Regions from separate parts of the Sus scrofa genome. Here region 1 is linked to region 2. The links are chromatin contacts, called in public Hi-C maps. All regions are on one chromosome and are shown on one strand. The core of a region is the stretch at or near the end of the contact, and the rest is flanking DNA. Distances in the headings are between cores, read along the strand shown.

Evidence for each region. A called contact is a pair of places that touch in the nucleus more often than the background predicts.
Region 1: a Hi-C map of embryonic fibroblasts shows a contact between it and region 2, with 5 times the contacts expected there. A contact is called at or near these places in 3 of 5 promoter capture datasets (fetal liver, fetal skeletal muscle and liver), 26 of 47 Hi-C or Micro-C datasets (alveolar macrophages, blood, brain and 14 more) and 2 of 2 datasets of targeted methods (alveolar macrophages and skeletal muscle).

What each region holds. Positions count from the first base shown.
Region 1 is chr3:19,635,082-19,640,148 of Sscrofa11.1, reverse strand. The region is part of intron 2 of NSMCE1 (non-structural maintenance of chromosomes element 1 homolog); the gene reads right to left. Among named protein-coding and RNA genes, the nearest start is that of NSMCE1, 28 kb to the right of the region's middle.
Region 2 is chr3:19,520,412-19,524,850 of Sscrofa11.1, reverse strand. No RefSeq gene overlaps it. Among named protein-coding and RNA genes, the nearest start is that of IL4R, 29 kb to the left of the region's middle.

The DNA.
Region 1 (5,067 bases), core at 2,364-4,863, 110 kb before region 2:
TAACATTTACGTTAAAACAAAATTAAAACCCAGGAAATAATACTGCAGGGGACAGGCGAGCAAGGCTACCCACCATCACTAGGAAGGGACTGGGTGAGGGGGCCAGCCCAGGGCATCTGAACTTAATCTGGTTGGCCTCTCAAGGAGAAGGGTACTTGTAAGCGCCTTGCCTACCTAAATATTATCAAAGTTTAGGAGTTCCCGCCGTGGCACAGCAGCAATGAATCCGACTAGGAACCATGAGGTTGCAGGTTTGATCCCTGGCCTGGTTCAGTGGGTTAAGGATCCGGCATTACTGTGACCTGTGGTGTAGGCTGCAGACGCAGCTTGTATTTGGCATTGCTGTGGCTGTGGTGTAGGCCAGCAGCAACAGCTCCGATTGTACCCCTTGCCTGGGAACCTCCATATGCCACGGGAGCGGCCCTAAAATGAGAGAAAGACCAAAAAAAAAATTATTAAAGTTTAAAAAAATAAAAAAGATCACACTGGTGGCAAATGGAGGTCACAGCTGTGTTATGGCAACAGCTGTGACACAGATACCGTGTCTACTGAGGAGGCCGAGAAAAGCTAATGACAAAGACCAGAACAGTAGTACTAATATGCAAATTATAGCAGGGATCTAATCTTTTATAAGTAAAGTTGCTTATGTTTTTTTTAAAAAAAGCAAATTTAAATTAAAAATGAGTAGTAGGAGTTCCCGTCGTGGCGCAGTGGTTGACGAATCCGACTAGGAACCATGAGGTTGCGGGTTCGGTCCCTGCCCTTGCTTAGTAGGTTAACGATCTGGCGTTGCCGTGAGCTGTGGTGTAGGTTGCAGACGCAGCTCGGATCCCACGTTGCAGTGGCTCTGGCATAGGCCGGTGGCTGCAGCTCCGATTCGACCCCTAGCCTGGGAACCTCCATATGCCTCGGGAGCGGCCCAAAGAAATAGCAAAAAAGACAAAAAAAAAAAAAAAAAAAAAAGAGTAGTAATAAACAGATGGTACACAGATGTGGCAAAAATCCCAACAGTGGGAGTTCCTGTCATGGCGCAGCGGAAATGAATCCGACTAGGAACCATGAGGTTGCGGGTTCAATCCCTGGCCTCCCTCCTTGGGTTGAGGATCTGGCGTTGCCATGAGCTGTGGTGTAGGTCGCAGGCATGGCTGCGGCTGTGGTGTAGGCTGGCAGCAACAGCTCCAATTAGACAGACCCCCTAGCCTGGGAACCTCCACATGCTGCAGGTGCAGCCTAAAAAGACAAAAAAAAAAAAAAAAAAAAATCCTAACAGTAACATGATGATAAAATCTAGCCACATCTGCTGAAAAACTGATCAGAGGAGTGAGAGAGGCTCTCCAAGAGCGCCCCCCAATGACCTCCCCCACCTCTGCCTCCCAGTTAGAAAGCAAGCCCAGAAGGTGTCCCTCCCGCCCTTGCACGAAGGGCTGTCAGGCTTCCTTCCTCCCCAGCCTGTCCAGGTCTGTGCCCTGAGCTTGCTGGAAACCCCTTTCCACCTGCCCCACACCCAATGAGAGGCTGGGAAACGCGGCCGCGGGGGCCCTCGGGCAGCGAAGAACCACCCCGCCTGTGACACAGGGGCAAGTCCCACGTCCCTCTGAAAGCGAGAATTCACATTTTCCACTGAAAAGGCCTCTCTCCTGGGTGTCGTTCAGAAAAATGTACCCCGTGGGCAGATCAAACGCCTTCTACCACGTCGGACTTTCCAGAAACTGGGTCCGCGCGGAGATGAGCTAATAGCCGCCCTGCGCTTCCCCCCTTTCCCACCTCTGGTTTGCTGTCCAGCCTCCCTTTTCAGAAACGTGAATGTTTTCAAGGTCTTTTCATCTTATAAAAAAAAAACCCCACCAAACTCCACTTCCTACTACGGTCCTCACTGCAGCCACCTGCCTCAGGGGCTCACTTCCCTCCCGCGCACGAGCGTCCCTGGCACAGCCCATCCGCTGCCAGCCTGGGGGTGTTGGCCCTGCGCTGCATCACTGCCTGGGAAAAAGCTCCTCTCGTGCCCAGCAACAACCCCCCACTTGATTTCTTAGGGGCAACAGAGGTGGCGTGGGCCACGGGCCAGCAGCAGGGCTGCCCAGCTCGGCCTGATTCTCTGGGCAACCCCTTTCTCCCTTCCTCTCATCCCCGCAGGGGCCCCCGCCGCCTGGCGTCCAACCTCACCTGCGTCTAGAAAACTCCCCTCCAACTCTACCGCCTGCCCAGCTCCAACCGGCAGGGCTCCTGAGCCCCTGGCATCCTGGACACGCACCTCTCCTGGGCAGGCCTGCCCTCACCTCACTGACCCCGCCACCCCCTCGCACCACAGTCCCCGAGCACTTCTGTCCCCATCACACTTGGTCCAGGAACCAAATTGGCCGCCCCACTCCCAGAGTCCGTCTTTCCCCTACACATGTGACGTGGTAGGAGAACCAGTCCCACGTCCAGAGAACCAGGGGGCAGGGAGCCGAGGGCGCCAGATCCCAGGTCCACCAGGAACCCAATTCCAGGGTGGGCCCCGAACCCAAGCTCAGCCTATCAGACACCCTCTCGAGCTGAGCAAGGGACAAAGGGGCGCCGGCAGGTGCTTCCAGCCCAGCCGCCACAGAAGGAAGGTGGCTGTGGCTGTGCGGCTGCTCTGCTTCCTGTGCCCTGGTGTCCTCTGGCTCCTGCCTGTTCCCCTCCAGCCTGGCCCCTGGCTATCAATCAGGCCTGGGTGTCCCTGTCCCAAGTATCCCCTCAACACGTTCCTTTTGAAGTTGGCCAGAACTGGGAACCCTCGCTACTGAGACCCCTGACTTGCCCCTGAAGCATTGAGGTAACCCCAAATGGGTGCGTCCCCCAAGCCGAGTCTTCAAACCAGCTAATTTGCACGGTTCTGCCCTCTCTCCTGCCCCTGTTCCTGGAGCCCATTGAGGAAAACAAACAAACAAACAAAAAAAACATAGGCTTCAGGTCACTATCAAAATATCAGGCTTGGAGTTCCCATCAGGTTAACGAATCTGACTGGGAACCATGGGGTTGCAGGTTCGATCCCTGGCCTTGCTCAGTGGGTTAAGGATCCAGTGTTGCTGTGAGCTGTGGTGTAGGTTGCAGACGCAGCTTGGATTCCGTGTTGCTGTGGTTGTGGCGTAGGCCGGCAGCTGCAGGTCTGGTTCGACCCCTAGCCTGGGAACCTCCATATGCTGCAGGAGCGGCCCTAGAAAAGGAAAAATGACAACAACAACAACAACAACAAAATCAGGCTTTTGCAGCTCGAGCTGGATCAGAGGCTGGGTCCCTCCGACACCAATGACCAGCAGTTAGCGATGCAGGTCCCTGGACCTCTTCCAGGACAGCTGCCTCTTCTCAGGGAGCAAAGGGCCATCCTAACCAGGGTGGCTGAACCATGCCCAGGTCTGCACACCTGTGTTCTCTCCACATAAGCAGGGTGTACCCATGCCTGTCCTGGGGGCCGGGGGCGCTGCTCCTGCTGGGCTGCGACAGCGGGCTGTCATCACCTCAGGGTGTGCTGGAGACTAACTCATTAGCCTGGCTCATTTCACTACTGCAAGGACGCCGACTCCATGGGCTAGGCTCTTGTTATCCTCTTTACATGTCAGAAGCTTGGAGAGCAGACCCAGACTTCCCGGCGTGGAAATGGAGCCCAGGCCAAAAGCTCCCGGGCACGAAGCCACACAGCCTCTGGGGAGCAGAGCAAGTATTCTCTGAGAACACTCCCCACCCCGGCCCCCACCAAGGTCACATGGACAGACATTCCTCCAGAACCTGGCACCGTGCCTTCAGCGTCATAAAAGGGGCCTCGGCTGATACAGAGAGATGCAAAGTGTCTGGGCAGTGCTGGTCAAGACACGCGACGCCTGCACCCAGAGGACACATGTGGCAGCCGGGCCCAGCCGGCATCCATCATGCCTCAGCCAGACCTGACCCTTTGGCCAAGTCACGGACTCTGGAGAAGACAGACAGCTCTTTCTTTAGCGGGATATGCCTTTCCATTGGGGCAATTAAAAAATGGGATTTGGGGGCAGTCCCCATCGTGGCTCAGGGGTTAACAAACCCGACGAGCATCCGTGAGGATGTGGGCTCCATCCCTGACCTCGCTCAGTGAGTTAAGGATCCAGCGTTGCTGTGAGCTGTGGTGTAGGTCACAGACACAGCTTGGATCCCAAATTGCTGTGGTTGTGGCGTGGGCCAGCAGCTGCAGGTCTGGTTCAACCCCTAGCCTGGGAACCTCCATATGCCGCAGGTGTGGCCCTAAAAAGACATTTAAAAAAAATAGGACTTGGGGCACTGGGGACAGGCTGGGGCAGCACTGGATGAATGGGACACGTCTCTGAGGCGCAGGGGCTGCTTCGATGCATTTTGAGTTTATTTCCTCTGGCCACTGCTGTACATGTCATCTCCTTTTAAAGTTCAATTTTAATTTAACCAACACAGCTCCTCTTGGTAATCAGAGTCCCTGCTTCCCAGAAGCCTACTGGAACCCAGGGCTCACCGCATATCTGAGCAGCAGGAAGTCTGCTGCTCTAACTTCTGAGCAGACATATAGTTTTGTTCCAAGCTAGGCATCACATGTAGGAAATTTTTAGGCAGAGGAACTGCTATTTTAGGCAGAGGAAATAGCAGCAAAAAATAAGACCCCAGGGGAACCAAACCACATACAGACCAACCTGCCCCAGGAGAGCGCTCTCATCTGATAGGTTCTGCTGGGTGGTCCTCCTGAGCATGGCGCTGCGGACGGGCCAGCCCAGGCACTGGACCAGACACGGGTACGAGGGCACAGCAGGGCATGGACTCCTGGGCAGGAACAGGCTGGCAGGCAAGGACACTGGGCCAGACTCATGTGTGAGGGGTCATGTCGCAGCCCATGGCTTTCCCATCAACCGCCTGGGGATGATGGATGGGCCTCTTTTTTTTTTTTTTTTGGTCTTTTTAGGCCTGCACCCTTGGCATATGGAGGCTCCCAGGCCAGGGGTCTAATCAGAGCTGTTGCTGCCAGCTTACACCAGAGCCACAGCAACGCGGGATCCGAGCCACGTCTGTGACCTACACCACAGCTCAGGGCAACGCCAGATCCTTAACCCACAG
Region 2 (4,439 bases), core at 506-3,005:
AGAGTGAAACGGTACAAACAATGTAGAAATCTGGAATTCTCAGCCCTGACTACTGCTCTCGGCTTCCTCTTGTGAACAGCAACAGCAAAAAATGTTGCCAGCCATTTCAGTAAACAAACAATGGTGCCTGCCGTTCTGGTAAAAAATGTTGCACAAAACTAAGCCATCAGCCCCTGCAGCCGCCCCCAGCTGTATCGGGGGGAATTGGGGCTGGAGAAGAACAGGATGCCAGCCCTAGAGAGTTAAGACGCCTCTCCAAGGAATAATTTCAATAAACCTAGACTCTTGCATCTTCCCATAGAAAAGCCCTAAAATCAATGTCTGTTTTATGTGATTAGCAGTAATCTTTTGATGTCCTACTACGTTGTTTTTTTTTTTTTTTTTTCTCATCACAACCTCACAGGGGTTTCCACTGTGGCACAACGGGATCTGCCACAGCATCTCTGGAGCACTGGGACAAAGGTTCAGTCCCTGGTTGGGCACAGTGGGTTAAGTATCTGGCATGGCTACAGCTGCAGCGTCGGTTGCAACTGCGGCTCAGCTTGGGAACTCCGTATGCCTCAGGGTGGCCAAAAAAACCCCAACCCAAACCCAAACCTCATATATATATGACATACATGTATTATCTCCCGGCTAGCCCCTTCCTCTTGGAACAGATCTGCATACTTATCTGAGAGGCTGTGTCCTGGGCTATGTAGTTCTCAGTAATTTCCCTGAATAAAACGTAATTCTCAACTTTTAGGTTGGGCAGTTTTGTTTTGTTTTTCAGTTGATGCTCCAGACCTTGCGGGTAAGCCCTGAAGGCTCCCGATTCCTGCCATTGGTTGATTCTAGCAAGGGAGCGTCCCAGCCCGTACCTTCCTTCAGTCCCCAGGCTCTCTGGCTTATACCTACGTCTTTGTGGTCAGGACTTACCCGTACGAGACCTGGCAATTCACTCTATTTTTTTGTTGTTGTTGTTTGTTTGGTTTTGTTTTTCTTTTTAGGCACGGCATATGGGGGTTCCCAGGCTAGGGGTCCAATTGGAGTTACAGCTGCCGGCCTGTGCCACAGGCATAGCAACATGGGATCCACATCTGAGACCTACACAGCCGCTCACGGCAATGCCAGATCCTTAACCCACTGAGCGAGGCCAGGGATGGAACCCGCATCCCCATGGTTAGTCGTCGGGTTTGTTAGCCGCTGAGCCACAACGGGGAACGCCATAATTCATTCCTTTATAAACAATTATTGTGTTAAGTACTCCCTGAGAGCAATTGTGCAAACAAAAATAAAATTTTCAACACTTATCGGGTCCAATCAATCAAAGATTTATTTTAGATTCTAGGGAATCTGAAAAAAAATAAAAGAGAGAGAACGCTGATTCAAAGAAGAACAAGTGTAGCAAGGGATTGAGAGCAAAACAGCTGAGTATCTAGAATTAGGCTAGAACCCTTTCATGCTCTCCAATAAGGGGCGCTAGCCACAGGGGGCTACTTTAGCGCTTGAAATATGACTCGTGTGACTGAGGAACGGATTTTTTAATTTTATGGCATTAATTAACATTTAAATTTAAACAGCCCCAAGTGGCTGGTAATTACAGTATTGGACAGTACAGGGCTAGATCGTTATAGTCCAATGTACAACTTTCTCAGCGTGGAGGGGAGAGGAGACGGTCTGGAAAGATGAAAGGAGCGAAGAGGGACAGACAGTATCCAGCGTTTGTCTCCAAAGCCACAGAGGGGGCGGGGCTCGTGGGTCAGACGGGTCCAGCGCCGGACCAATCCCCGACCGAGGAGGACGTAGGCGGCAGGCGTGGGCGGAGCGAGGTGCCGGCAGTCTGGAGTGGAGTTTCCCAGCACTCCCCTCGGGTATGGACCAGAGATGTGAAGGCCAGGAGGGGTACCCCGGGGGCAGCAGGGCTGTGTCAGCAAAGCCTCAGCAGAAACCGGGAGACCTCCAGAGACGCTGAATTCAGGGTTCCCAGCCCCCCTTGGTGCCCCAACCCCGCACACCGCAGCCTCGATTTTACAAAGATTGTTCCAGGGGTGCCGGCGGCAGGGTGGTAATTGTTTCCACTGCAGGTTTGTGTGTGTGTGTGTGATTACTACATTGGCACGTGCCCACCTTCTCTGATTCAGAGAAAATCTAAAGGGATAAATAGGAAAGTGAAAACCACCGGAAATCCCATCCCCCGCCTCATCATCTGGCATCGTGGGCTGTCCCCAAAATGTATGTTTGTTTTTGAAGGTGTATCTCGTTAACATCCTGTTGAATAACTTTTCTGACAGTATTTTCCCACGGAGGTTATTAATTAAAAAAAAAAAAAAACCCAAAAAACAAAAAACCCCACAACCACCAAGAAATTTCTGAGTCCCCGCTGCAAGGGAGGCATGACCTCACTGGAGCCTCACAGCAGCCAGAGTCCACTGTCTGAGACTTTTCTGTGATGTACCCTGACTCCTCATCACCTTTGTCTGCCATTTGCCTGTTTTTGTGGCTTTTTTTTTGTTTGTTTGTTTGTTTTTCTTTTTTGGGGGGGTCTCTTTAGGGCCACATCCTTAACATATGGAAGTTCCCAGCTAGGGGGTCAAATCAGAGCTGTAGCTGCTGGCCTACACCACAGCTCGGGGATCCTTAACCCACTGAGCGAGCCCAGGAATGGAACCCATGTCCTCATGGATACGAGTCAGGTTTGTTACCCCTGAGCCATGGCAGGCACCTATTTGCCTGGATTCTTATACCCCTTTTACAGGTGAGAAAACTGAGACTCAGAGAAGCAAGGGCTCTGCCTGGGTTTGAACGTGCCTTTGCCAATTCAGAGCTGTGTGACTCTGGGCCTCCGTTGCCTCCCCATCAAAGGTGGATAAGAGAAGTACCCTGCAGCCCACAGGTGTGGGATGAAGAGCAGATGTCTTGATGGCTGAAGGCCAGGCAGCACCCGGCCGCTCTTGTGGTCAACCTGCCTGAGCTCCGTGACAACAACAGGACAGTGCCAGATCTTCCTCAAAATCCCGCCCTTTACTGCTTTATTGAAGAACAGAGGACTTCTGGCCAATGGAGAGCAGATTGGCTGGAGGCCAGCTCCTTGGTCCCTGCTGCCCCCTAGTGGCCACTCCATTAGGTTCCAGCGCCTGCCTCTGCGCCCCCGGAGGTGCCACGCCCAGAAAACTAAGCCGGGGAGAATGCCACCCTCCCCCCCTCCACCTCTTTTTCACCTCTGCCTTTATCCTCCATCCTCTCCAGCCCCTGGCAAAGGGCTAGACACACATTAGGAACCCAGGGTTCGCCAAGGACCAGCTGCGTGGCTCATGGCCAGTTGTATCCTCTCTGCGCTTCCTTCTGCTTCTGTAAAATGGGAGCCATAGTAGTGCTGACTTCAAGGAGCTGTTGTTAGAATTAAGTAGGTTAAATTTCAGAGTTCCCATCGTGTCGCAGTGGTTAACAAATCCGACTTGAAACCATAAGGTTGTAGGTTCGATCCCTGGCCTTGGTCAGTGAGTTAAGGATCCGGCGTTGCCATGAGCTGTGGTGTAGATTGCAGATGAGGCTCGGATTCTGCGTTGCTGTGGCTCTGGCATAGGCTGGTGGCTACAGCTCTGATTAGATCCCTAGCCTGGGAACCTCCATATACCACGGGAGTGGCCCTAGAAAAGGCAAAAAGACAAAAAAATAAAAATAAAAATGTTAATTTTGGAAAGCTTAGAACAGAGCCTGCACAGAGCTAATGCTGTCCAGGGGTTTCCCAGCATTGCTGTTGTTATACTGGATGGGTCTGTGGGTGTCATGGAGGTGAGGGAATGAACCATAATTAAAGGAAATAATAACATTCTGAATTTAATGTTACTTTATGGCAAAAAGGACAGGCTGGAACAACAGAAATCCCAGACCAAAACGGTCCTGATGCAATCACTCCACCAATTGTGTTTGTATGTGTCCACAGCACTTCTAGACCTTGTCCATATGCAGAGTCGGTCTTTGTAGATGTGCAGAGGCGTAAAACATGCGTTTCTCTCCACATATTCATATATTACGTATTTTATAAGATAGGTCTTTCCAGAAAAGAACAAAACAAGAAAGACCAAGATGCAGAAAGAGAGAGAAAACGCTCAACAAACTTCTGATCCCAGCTCCAGTTTGATGCATGACTCCAAAGGCAGAAGGACTTCTGACTCAAGCCATAGACTCATCTCCTGACCCATGCTGTGGACCTAGTCATGATCCTAGCCGCATACTGAGCCCAGCCTCGTGCTGACCCCCAGCCTTGGCCCCAAGATCATCTCGGACCCCAGCCTTAGACTGATCTCTGACTCTGGCCACCTGGACACCTCACTCCTACACAAAGACCCCCTACCTCATCTGGGAATTGGCATTTCCTGATTTCCAGCTGGTAAATTCAGCTCGAGTTGGTCAACATATCTGGTCTTTCTGTCCTTCCTCTCTGCCACAGAACCGCAGAG